Linked DNA regions of Oryzias latipes: region 2 is linked to region 1. Evidence: chromatin contacts called from public Hi-C data. All regions are on one chromosome and are shown on one strand. Each heading gives the region's core, a stretch centred on a gene start, on an enhancer-like site or on the middle of the called end of the contact. The rest is flanking DNA. Distances are from core to core; before and after follow the strand shown.

What was found. Hi-C and Micro-C count contacts between places; a contact is called where the count stands out from the background.
Region 2: a Hi-C map of embryo shows a contact between it and region 1, with 4 times the contacts expected there. The contact joins the enhancer-like site here to the promoter of pdgfa in region 1. A contact is called at or near these places in 2 of 5 Hi-C or Micro-C datasets (embryo and fibroblasts).

What each region holds. Positions count from the first base shown.
Region 1 is chr8:11,413,835-11,420,262 of ASM223467v1, forward strand. It overlaps pdgfa (platelet-derived growth factor subunit A), which reads left to right and starts at 2,541. Exons shown (of 7, transcript XR_909157.3): 1 at 2,541-3,181; 2 at 4,144-4,240.
Region 2 is chr8:11,467,002-11,473,429 of ASM223467v1, forward strand. No RefSeq gene overlaps it. Among protein-coding and RNA genes, the nearest start is that of ccp110, 20 kb to the right of the region's middle. Within about 2 kb of position 3,785, at least 1 of the 8 cell types and tissues checked has an H3K27ac peak or open chromatin away from gene starts, as enhancers often do. A contact at or near this core is called in embryo, where this site is marked.

The sequences.
Region 1 (6,428 bases), core at 1,291-3,790:
ATGCCTGCACAGCTATAGTGCCTTTAAGGAGAAAGGGGTCTATAGGGGTGCAGAGAGGCCCCACAGAGCATTTCATTCAGGTTGCTATGCATGTTAGACAGATTAAGTCTTGTAAATGGCTGCCAGTAATCGTCCCTATAAAAGAGCAGCTGCGTGTAGCCGGTTGTAATATGGCGGCTTTACTTTGCCTCCCTCCACTGCATGACATGCAGATTTGCATATGTGCACTGCTTGTTTATGTGAAGAGAGGTTGCCCTGGATATGCACTCTGCTCTGGATGACTTTCAAGTCATATCTAAATTGCTGCCACTCTCTGGAATGTACCTTTGCTCCTGGGAAATATCACCTGAACGACTTCTACGTGTGTACACGAGCAATCCTATAAATGTTTCCACCAATTTTTGTACGTAGATTACAAGTGCTTGTAGGTGGGGGGAGAAAAACCCGCTGGGGGCTTCACCTCTGTCATTCTGATGAGCTGGTTAAGACTTTAGTTGGTGAGGACAAATTCCAGCCTGAGGAGCAAGGAGGGAATCACTCCAGTCAGAAAGCTTGGTCTTTGAGTCATGACTCATGCAAGCTTGTAATGTTCCTGGGTGGTGCTTGGGTAGAATAGTAATGGGGGGACATAGAGTTAAGATCTGTGTTTGTTTCTCTGTTGCAAGGCAATCCAATCTGAAACTTCGTTAGAAGGTGTCGTAGAATCAGGACTACTAGTGGAAAACACGTCTGAGTGTGACAGTAAAAAAGGACACAAGGCTATCGCCATAATTGGTTTCTATTGTCAGTTCTGGTATCTTTTTATGGTTCTCCGGCACATTGAAGTGTGAGATTCCTTGCTTTCGTTGCACGGTCAGAGTTCAGCTGCACTGGGATCAAGTTGAGACTAAGATTCTGATGTGAAGGTTTATGTTCAAGTTATGAGGATTTGAAAAAGCAGAGTTTGAAAAACACATTTAAGTGTTTATTGATGGTTTAAAAAGACAACTAAAAAACACAATCTAGACAATTAAGTAAAAGGCTCTACATTTGAATATGGAGGCAATTATGATATCAGCAGACTCCTGATAAACATGAACAGAAGACAACATAGTGAATTTGGATTTCTGTGATGTCCAAATGGGGAATTAAACCAGGCGTAGACCTTTAATTTTTAACTGAATCTGGTTTATTTATTTTTTTAAATGAAGTTTCTCTGATTTATGACAACAGAAAATGCTTAAAATCATGGCTACCAAAAGCAGAGGAGGAAAACTAGCAACAAGATCAAATCACTTGCAGCTCCCATCTACCCTAATATTTAGAAAAAGCTTCCCTCTTCCCATTGTTCTTTTCCCTGGGAAGTATGTGTGGCCCAGGGAAGAAACAGCAGTCATCACCTCTCACAGCGTCCTCCGCGAAGTCTTTATAGCTATATTTACTGTGCAGCAGCATCTATAAAATCATTTAATTGGGTTAATGTTGTGAGGTACACAGGCCTCAGTTGCCAATAAACGTGTTACCTCATGGCTCCTGCAAGAAGCAGGCAGAATGACGGGGAGCGAAAAAGTTAAGGAATGCTTTTCTGTGCTCACCTGTTTTCCTTTTTTTATGATATCACCTCCTGTCAATAAATATTCCACTGTCTCAGTCTGTTTTTCCACCCCCCCTCCTTTTTCTTTGATGATATGAAACACACATCTATAGGAAACACGAGTCATGCAGCAGGGAAGCCCTTTCAGGAGGGGAGGCTGACTTGTGATGTAACCATGACAACAGTGTAGTGTCTATCCCAGAAGGGATGATCAACCTGTCTGAGTCAGTTCTTCTTGAGATCATAAACATTACTGCTCACAGTTGCTCATGTAACCGTGAAGTCAAGGGCTTCACCTACTAAAAAATCTGTTTAAATACTTTGGCGGAAGAAAAAAATATCACACTGACAATCTTCTGTTTTACTGCAGGTTTCTAACCACAAATCCCCAAAGCTTGTCTTGCAGGATCCAGCTGAGTGGACACGGAGGACCACCGGGTCGGCTGACCTGTTGCTCCCTGCTGGCTGCTGAGGTGTCTGTGTTTCTGCTCCTGCAGGTATCTCTTTATCAGACCCTTTGGGCTTAACTTCCAGACCTTCCTGCGCATCACAAACACAACTTCCAGCTTCCTCCAGACAAGTTCTGACCAGTCAGTGCAGCCTACACCTAAAAGTCTACCTGTGCTCAAAACAATTGTGAAAGATTAAAATGAATGGTAAAATGTATAGTTAATGTGCAGATAAACGAAAAGAGCCAATTTCAGATGCATTGTTTTCATCCCAAAACCTTCCAATGATTCATCATTTGTTCACCATTTTCTTTACATCATCTCACACAGTGACTGAAAAATCCCTCAATGGACTCTCTCTCACAAGTCTTGTGGGAGGGGGAGGGAAGATGTGCTTTTTGCAGTCTTAAGTCATACAAGCAGCCAACCAGCTCTCTCTGCTGAATAGATGCACGATTACCAAAACGCGAGGGGAGGCGCAACGGGCACGGAGCTGCTGGCTCACTATATCCAGCGCTTCAGAGGCTCTCTGACACCATTCACTCCAGAGTCCCACGCAGCCAAGGACCTGCATAGACCTCTGCAAGACGCACTCTGGATAGCACAACTCGGAGGGCTTTTTCTCTTTTCCTGCGCGCCTCTTTTGGGATTATTTGATAAAGGACTTAATTCTTAGTTTCCAAATAGTAATAGGTGTTTTTCAAATGTTTTCCAAATAGAGGAGTGTTTTGTCTTGGCGTTGTGTTGAAGTTTGAGGCTTTGTTTTAAGGTGAAGGACAAGTGCAATGCGCGTCAGGCTCGTTTCTTGGAATTGCCTCAGTTGCGCTTGAGGATTTATGAGGAGCTGCAGCGCAGGACTCGCTCGAGAAGACGCAGCTCCGATGTGAACAGCAATTAACTGGCAGCCCCCTCAACCTCTCCCAGTTACTGTGAAGCAAGTGCAGCACCACGTCTGACTGAGTAACCCGGACCACCCCCCCCCTCCCCATTCCTCTCCCTGAGGGGATGGTTGTGGATCCTCTGGGGCCAGGAGCGACTTTGGGGCTCCTACACATCAGTAGCTTTTTCGCTTTTGGGGTTAACTTTGATTTGAAGGGAGATGAGAGCCGCACTTTGGTACTTCCTGCTGTGGACGACGTACCTGCTGGCCACCGCTGAGGTAAAGTCTACCGCCTGCGGGGTCGTGTAGTTTATCTGGCCCATGTCTTGGTGTGAGTTTTATTCCTGTTAGGGTGCAAAGGTCCCACGGAACACGCATACCTCATGTAGACAGCACTAAGTTGTTCAATAAAAAAAGCGCAAAAAGATGTTTTATTATTTAGAGATGATTCCCAACTAAATTAACCTTCAATTAATAATTTAGCAGAGATGAAGGGACAAACGAATTGGAAATTTGCTGTAATATAACGTTTCATTAACAGCAGACTAAACAAGCACCATATCAGTTCAAATCCCAGCGAGGACAAGTGCGCTTTGAAGAGCCAGCACTGCACGCGCACAGGCGCGCGTAGACGCAGTTATTTTTGTACTTTTGTTCCAAATCTGTGCACGGCCTGAGCCAACTGCAAACATTTTTTGGTTGGGCCATAAGCGCGTCCTGGGGAACCGCTCTGGGTGATTAAAAATAGCACCCCCCCCCCCCCACCACCACCCTTTTTTTTTTCTTTGAGGCTGCACGAATGGCTGCAACAAGTGCAAAGTGTGGCGACGCGCAGTACGCACGACCTGACGCCCCCAGGCTGAAACTAGGAAACTTCAAAGACTGTTTTGGATCACTCTTTTTTATATTACTTATATCCAACAAGTTATCGGGGGATTGAAAAGTTTTTAGTTTGTGCAAAACTGTTTTTTTCAGCACACATTTATTGTTTAAAGAAACTACACAATCTGGCATTTTCTTCTGCGCCACTTTCTCTCCTTGGACCAGAGGAATGTATGAAAACAGATCTGCTTTGCGCACAGTTGTCCAATCCCGATTCCCCCTGGCGCTTGTCTGAACCTTTATTTATTCAGTCAAACAATTACAAAAACGTTTCCCATTGAGCCAACACGTCTCTAACGCTCGTGTCTTGTTTGATTTCTTTCCTCCCACTCCTCTGTCCCCCCACCCCCAACATGAAGGAAGCGAAGTTCCCCCAGGAGCTGATAGATCGACTGTCCCACAGTGAAATCCACAGCATTAGCGACCTCCAGCGGCTACTGGAGATTGACTCCGTAGGTAAATTCTGCCTCTTGATCCTTTTTTTCCCTCCTGCAGTTTGGAAAAAAAGTTTCCACAGAATAAATATGTGAGTTTATTCAACCATATCTTTGAGCAAAATGGTAAAAACCACTCAAAACTTGTATGCACAGAGTTGAACCCTAACAGGTGCACATCGGTCAGACATTTTTTTTCCCTGGAAGTGGAGTAATTTCCTTGCCGGAAAGTTGTTCATGTTTTTTTAAGTGCAGGGATTCTGTCTGGAGGTTTTTTTTTCTTCACATGAGTTTATGTGTACATTGGCTTCTTCTGTATTTCAAATCCCAAAGGTTTGTTGATGGAAATAGGTAATTATTGCATTTACTTTAACAGGAAATTTACCCAGCTGCTCATTAATAATCCCCAAACTTCCATGTAACAAAGCGACACTAAGCATGATCTTTCATTTTGTGTAAACAAATGTTTGCTTCTCCCAGGGCAGCATTAATGAAGAGCTCTACATATTTTTTGAGTTATTTCAAAGCAGCCAGTGCTCCCCAACAACATTATCTCACTTTATGTTTGGTTCAGATCAGATTTGTGCCTTAAGCATGGGAAGAGCTTTTTGTAATAATTAAATTAACATGCCTGTCTACAAGCAGAGTAATGTTTTGCAGGGAAACAGTAGTAGCCCGATTATTATTATGAGGACATAAATCTGTCTGAGGGTCAGCTTGCCGGCCCACGGTCAACTCGTTTCAAGACTTTTGACGCCAGCCAGATGGGGATTTTCAAAGCTTTAGGTAGGAGGGAAGCTGACAGGGCAGAGTATTTCACATCAAATGTAGAAAAAAATTACCTTTGTGGTGTTTTCAAATCAAAAACTTTACCCTTGGTTGAACAGCCACTAACTAATTGGCAAGAAAAAACCTTTCAGGAATTTCTTTCTAAAAGGCAGCAAAAAAGTTGTGTCCTTTTCTGTGTTTGTTCCGTCAGTGATCTTTGTTTCTTGAAGGGTAACTGTAAAATTCAAGCCTGGAGGGCATACAGTTATTGTCTGTCATTTGCCGCCGTCTTTAGTGCAGACTTGCATGACTTTTTTTTCCGCGAGGACTGTGTCTTCGGCTCTGACTGACAGTTGGTGTGACCCCGTCAAAGTCTGCAGGTGGTTGTCTGGCCAGATGAGGTACTCCTCTTCTTTTGACTTAGTCCCTTCTGAGTTGGCCCCCTGGCTGCCTCCTCTTATCTCTTCCAGAGACGGACTTTGACAGAAGAGGGAACCTGACTCTTGACAGGGGGGGGGGGGGGGGGAGGGCGGAGGAGGATGTCAAAGAAATATCGAGTTTTATTCCCACTCAAACTGGCAGCAAATTATTGTACAACCTGCTTTGTTTTTTAAAAAAGCAGGCACATTTTTGTCTCCTTGGGTTCAACTCATCTGCATTCGCATCCTACTTCACAGCACAATAAAACTCTTTAGGAAGGCTGAGAATCAAGCCGATTTTCTGTGAGAAGTTAAGAAAAAGATGAGGAGGAGGGAAGGGAGGGTCGAGGCCCTCAGCTAATGGAGGGAGCAATTTGCCAGTCATGAAAGCCTGATTCATGGCAAGAGACTGTCTCCTGTCCTCTTTTTCTTGTCTCAATGCTCCAGGCGTGTTATTACCTCTTAGTCACCTGGAACCAGGAGGACAGCAATCCCCTCACTCCACTCCTCTGCTGTTTCTTATTTAACTAGCTATTTCTTCCCCATGAATCAGAGCTTTCTATATTTAATGTTGTTCTCTTAAAAGGGTAAAAGGCAAAAAAACGACAGAAGCATCCTTAAAGGACTTCTTTATACTCTGCTTCAAATTCTCCTATCAGGTGTTGCTACACCCTCTGCCGCCTCTGAAGCGATGGATGCATTAAGCCAAGGAGAAATAAAATAAATCTCAGCAGGAGTGGCTATGCTCGTGAGCTAAATGTTTGCTAAAGAAATATACCTGACACAGCTGTGGACAGCAGTGTGGAAGCATGTTTGACTGTGTACTATATGTCACGTCAGTGTACAGTATGTCCATGTGTTTTTTAAGTGCACCGGCCTGACAGACTGATCGCTCAGCCTCTTGCCCAACTTCCAGCTTCAGCTGCAGGCAACACTTCCCTTCCGTGAACCTTTGGTTCTGGGTCAGTAGCTGCCTGACTGACTGCACATCAAGTTGAGAGGAAAATCCCTCCACTCTTACTG
Region 2 (6,428 bases), core at 2,535-5,034, 54 kb after region 1:
AGAACTTGACAGCTGAGCATGGCAGCAGTGGGTAAGACATGCTGGCACCGCCACCTCCAGAACAGCCAAACTCGCGCTTGCCAGTTGTGTGAACGTCTCCTCAGACGCCAGCCAGCGTGTCCCCTGGGTGCCTCCTCACCTCTGCAGCTGTGGTTGAAGGAGATTTTGCTGTGGGACAGAGTCCTCCTTCATCACTTCAATGTGAAGATGGGACTGGTGCCCAGAGCGACCCTGCCCGGCCAAGTCTATCCATATCTGAGCCACAGAACTGGGCAGAACAGATAGGGGGCTTTGGTGCCAAAAGAGTATGATTCTCCATGAGCTAAACCTGTAAAGGTAAATATGAGGTCTGTGAAAAATCACACACAAGTTTCCATGCATAAGTGCATACACAAGACATATAGAAGTTAGTCTTACCCCTGAAAATGGCTGTTTGGAAATAATGCTCTCATGTTGGCCTTTTTTGAAAAAAGAACTGAGCTTTAGAGGCGAAGTGAGCAGTGTTCACATTTGTGGTTCCAACAGGGGTCTTTGAAGCACTGTTGTTCCGCTGACCATCCTTCCTTCATATGTGCAACCTTGTGGTTTGGCCCTCAGTTCCACAACCCTCCTCCCAGTCCTCTGCCCCAACTCTTCCACCACAGGTGAACTTCTTTAGCACGTGTCAATATTGGTATAGGATTATTTCTGGAAGTCCAGAGGATAAAATCTCTGTTGAGATCACAGAACTGACAGAAAATAATGAGGAAGGATCTGGAGAATCATAGAAGAGCCATTAAGAAATATTTATTATTTGCATGACAAACACAGATGATTTGACTCAGGCACTCTGTGGGCAGCTAAATTTGGGTGTAGTCACATGCTGCTGGGTAAACTCAGTCCTGGGATGAAAACAGAAATTGGATTGGTTACTTTGGGCTCCAGTACTCACCTTTGAGGAAAGGAATTGCTAAAACAGGGTGAATGGAATTAAGTCTTTCCACCCACAGGGAGGATACCTGATAAAAGGCTCCGCTTCTGGCACACCGGTAACAACTAAATGAAATTTGGCACTTTTTACCATCTGAAGAGAATTAAGAGGGACTCCTGGCTAGGTGGGCAAGTCATTCACATGGGGCATCAAAGCCCCCAAAGATTGAACTCTTTCCTCCTGCTGTCTAGTGGAAAATGAAAGGTAAAAATAAAAGAATGCGTGGCGCAAAGGATGACGTGTATCTTCATGATCTCAATGAGCTGGCCATGGATTGAAGTTTGTGATGGCTTAAGAGCAGCCAGCAATTAGTCACGCAGTCTTAAAAAGGTTTATGCATTTCATCCATGTCCTGTTGAATGATGTCAATGTTTTTCAAAATGAAGACAAGTACCATGAGTACAAACAAGTATTGCTCTTACAGTGTGACTGTTAGTCCAAGCTTTACAATTTTAACCTGGGGATCAGTAATGACCATGAATCTTTATTCCATTTACCTTGATGAAGTCACGTTTTCTGGTTTTAAAAGCTTGTTTGATTGCCCTGTGGCCCCTCGACTTAACACCAGCAGCCTGTGCACTCAACTGTGGATGTAAAATAGGCAGCTGCTATTTTGAACAGAAATATTGTCCTGCTTGACTTCAATTTTGACAGGTTCATTTAAATCCTCCAATGCTATTCTGAAATAACCAAAGTTTCCTCCTTTGATTTCACAGATTTTCTTTATCTTTTAAAAGTCTTGGTGGGGCTTCACGATGAGTTTTATTTGAAGACATTTAGCCTAAAGTCTGAAACTTTATGTTGTCTTTATACCTGCACAGACAAGCCACTGCATAATAACAAGCCAAATACAGTTGTAAAATTAGGATTCCTTCGGCTCAGACTAACTCTTAGAGTTCACATTATATTTGTTGACTTGTATTATATTTGTTGACTTCTCAAGCATATTTGATAAAATAGACACACATTTCATGGTTGCTTTTCTAACTGAACCCAGTGTGTACATGCCAAAGGCTGCATTTCCTAAGCTACGAACACACAGGGCATGTGATCCATGCTCAAGAACGTTCTAAACGTGGGTTCTTGAATGCGCATTTAGCCTATTGTGTTCACACTGGACAAGCAGGAAGGGGCTTTTTTCTAATGAATCACCTCCAAATCCGAGTCCCTGATTGGTCAAAGTTCACCTGATTAAACAAGAACGCACATTCAATGGCTGCGCCGTTTGTACATTGAGCCTGTAAACTGTTGTAGAAACTTGCATAGCGACACAAGAAAACAAGAGAGTTTTCAATGTGGAAGCCCGAGACACGTGTTTAATCTCATTTACATAAACTTTTCATTGGAAGTGGCCTCTTGAATATGCGTTGCAAAGGGCGGTGTGACCGTAGCTTTAGAGGTGTCCCCTAAGGGTCCATCCTGGGTTTAATTTAGGTCGTCAACAGTACTGAAAAAAAATGTTTTTTTTTCTGTGTTTCCTCAGTTGGGACTTTTAGGTAATTTCTCCTTTGTGGAATCCATAACGTCCTAATCTATTCTATTCTATTCTATTCTATTCTATTCTATTGTTCTCAGTGGGTCTAAATTTTGACAAATACAACGTTCAAGATCAGTATGTGATACTTCTAAATGTTATGATATCCTTTCAAGTTCATAATGAATACATTGCGTCCCTGCTACTGCTATGCAAGTGAAATAGCATCTGCAGCATTTCAAATAAGAAACTGCAGCTGCTTATGGGAGAAGTTTTAGGGACAATTCCAAACAACTTAGTCTCCATTGCTCTTGATGAAAGAAATTGTCTCATTTGGAGATAGTGACAATTTCAGGAGTAATTTTCCTTTCCCTAAAATGCTCAGAAAAACCTTAAAACTTCAGATTGATTGAACAGATTGATTGCAAGGTCCACAATTCTGTGTATTGGGAAGTCTCAACACTACTCCTAAAAAACATTATATTTCTAAAGCATTTGAAAAAGTTTCCAGTAAGACGCCTCTTCTCCCTGAATCAAACAAAGCGGCACCTTTTGCGTTTCACTAATTACACGATTGTAGCAAAACAAAGGAAAGATGTTTGTCCGCAGTGCAGGAGTGAAACAGAATATTGGCACAAACAACTTTCCACTATGATTTCTGGTGGTCTAGACATTACCTGGAATTGGGTCATTCAATGAGATGATATGTTCACACAGAGCGTAAAACCTGCAACTGCATAATTAGGGTGGGCTCTTAAGCCCAACTAAAGTCCATGTCTCAACGTGATTGAGAAGCTGTCATGCAAAACCCTGTAAACAGTAAAGAAATGAAGCAAAACTTTGAAAAGAATGAGCCAATCTGTGACGAATTGAAAATAACGAAGATAATGTTTTATCTCGAAAAACCCAGCTATTATCAAGTATTATTTCAGTATTTCAAAGGTCAGGCAAGGACCAGATGAACGCTTGTTACTATTTGATAAATAACACCTAAAAGGGGGAACCATTTGTCTCCTATGTGATGTATGTGACTGCATGTGGTGTTTCGATCTGATGGCAAGTCAATGTTGCCAGGAACACCATACTAAGCTGTGTTTGTGTATGTGTGAGATTGTATAGTGTCTCGTAAAAGAACTGTGGCTGTCCCGCACCCCTTTTTTACTCTCCTCGTCTGCTGTTCAACAGAGAAGTGGAAAGTCCATAATCAGAATCTGGAAACTGCAACCACAACCAGCAAATTCACAGAACACTGATTCATTGACTTGCATTGCACACACAAACTCAGAGACACACTTGGGGTGGGGAACAGGAGCAGCAGCAGTGGTCGTAGCAGTAAATTGGTACAGGCATCCGTCAGAAGCCCCATGAGTCACCCACTGGAAAAAGCACAACTCTCCAAAGCCAAAGTAGATATTCATCAAAAGTGATTGCGGCCAGCACCAACTCCTGCAAAAGCACAGTCAGATATATACATACACAATTATTTGACATACACATCGGCTCATGGTTATGTGCACACATGGCAGCACATGTTAAATGAATATCCATGCATGCACACAAGGAGTCTAGGGAAATTTTGTGGTGTTGATGTTAAGACCAAGGAAAGGTAGGAGGTGCATGCCTTCAGAAGAGACTGCTCAAACGCTGCAGAGCACTCATGGGCTTTTCATATTCTAAATGAAGGTTCACCTCACAATATAAACACAGACGAAGGAACCAACATGAATTAAACCTGCTATTATTTCATGCTTTTGTGTATTTGAGCCACTAATTGAGAAGACAGACGCTGCAGCAAGTAGAAAGAAGGCGTGGAACGTGGAGACCAACCCAAAGAGAAACATTTGATGCAGTAGATCAACGCCACACAAAGAGAGTTGACAACTTTCCAGCTAGTTTATGCCAAAGCGACAGAGAGGATTCAGACGCACAAAAGACGTTCAAGCTGAGTTCCTGCTGTGCCTGAGTAAAAGTCGACACTAAAGGTTTCAACACCAAAAGTTGGGCTACACTTAGGTGAACCTGTCATTTCTGTGAACTCCATCAGGTATCTGAAGCCCCAAACATGAACACAGGGAAAGATGAGAGACACACACAATTGTCCAGGAATCTAAATATCGTTAGAAAAGTTGATGTCAAGTTGGTCCATCAGCGTCTCGTGTCAGCTACCACACGCCATCTACCTCAATCTGCTTTTCTTTTTATTATAACAGTATTCATCAGATCCAACAAACTTTAAAAAACAACTTTGTTGCATGAATGTTTTTTAATGGCTTCCGGTCAAAAGGTCAAAATTGTCTTAGCAAACATTTTTTTTTTTAAACTCTGATAAACTTAGAGAAACCAAAGTTTAATGCTAGCACACGATTTTTTAAAATATTCTTTTTGTTGCTGGTTCCAATTTTTTTTAAACATATATTTGTGTCAGAGGCAGTCTAAGAACTGTTGACAGCAAAGACATCTTGGGACTAATACGTTTCGATTGATTGTCATTGCATTTAAAATAATTGAGTCTAAAAAATGCAATCATAATCAATGGTAGCCTAATTAACATCTCGGTTTTTGGGTTTTATTACATCATCAACTGAGTTAAAATTATCGATAACAAAGAACAGAACTTGCAGAGTGAAGAGAAAAGAAATCACTACATGTTAGTGGAGTGCATGAAGGTTAATGCTGTGAATACATGAAACATCTAATTCTTATAAAGTCTTAAACTCATGGTCCTACCTTTCTACCTGAAATGACCTATTTAATCAAAAGATTATGTTACCTGTTTGCCATTTTAGTTTGTTGGTCAACAACTTTATTCCAACAATAACTCTGCAGACAACCTTTAGTGTTCCAAATGCTTTTCAAATAGAGAAAGATGATGGTTAAATACAAATACAAAACACACAGGAAAGCACATTTGTCAGTTCCCTAAATATGATTTTTGGCCTCCTCTCAAAGATATGTTCTGCTTCACTTTGTCCTGTGTGGTCTTCCAGGACGGCACTGCAGAGATTCCTGAAACATCAGACAGAGTGTGGGTGTGGCCACCAATTGCAGCCGACACCTCACACATGACCTCCTCAGGGTCAGCAGGTCAGATCCTGATAATCCTGTCTTGTAGCTTGCTTGGTGTTCGTGTGTTTGCCCTCCCTTGAACAGGGCTGACGTATGCTTGAACTTCTCTTGCTTTTTCATCAGAACAGATGCAAAGTTGCAAAATGTTTTAAAATGCATTTTCTGAAAATGATGCTATATGTGTGTAGAAGAAGGAATACATGTGAAATGTGTCTGGAAGGGGTTCAGAGGGGCCACACCTGCAGGAGAGCTGCATGGAGCCTCACGATTAGGTACCAGAACCCGAAGAATGATTAAACAGGGTGCAGAGGGCCCCCCTCCCCAAAGCACCCATATGCATTGTTAATTCAAGCTTTTCCCATCATATTGTGGAAAAGGGAACAAAGCACAACAGACAGGTGCACTCGGAGCGCTCACAGAGCAGCACAGTCAGCTCCTTCAGCAAAAAGAAGAAAGAGAAAAATCAAAGAACCGAGAGGGAGGGGGGATGAGGTGAAAGATTATAGTCAATGTGGGGAGATAAAGTGCCCAATGCATAAAGGCTTTACTATTCACCCCTTTTCTTTAGCTTCCAGTGAAGTGTGCTCCAAAACACGCATAATGACATAAGATAAAGTTGTAGTTTTATTCTTTGATCAAAGCTTTTAATCTGATGTGCTTTTTTCAGACTATTTTTATTTAATTCTGGTCCACAGTTTTAGAGAAGTGATCCAAATTAAGAAAACAAGATCCTAAAAAACTAGTTCGATTTTGGGAAACATCTTAGGAAATGACTTTTTTAATCAACTTTTAAATCTATGTTAGCTTTTCCCATTTGTTTAAAGCAAAACGTCATCACTTGCATTGTACGAATTTAGATATATACACACATGTGTGTGCATGCATAATTTTGAGGAATGTCTTCCCTGAATGTATAAT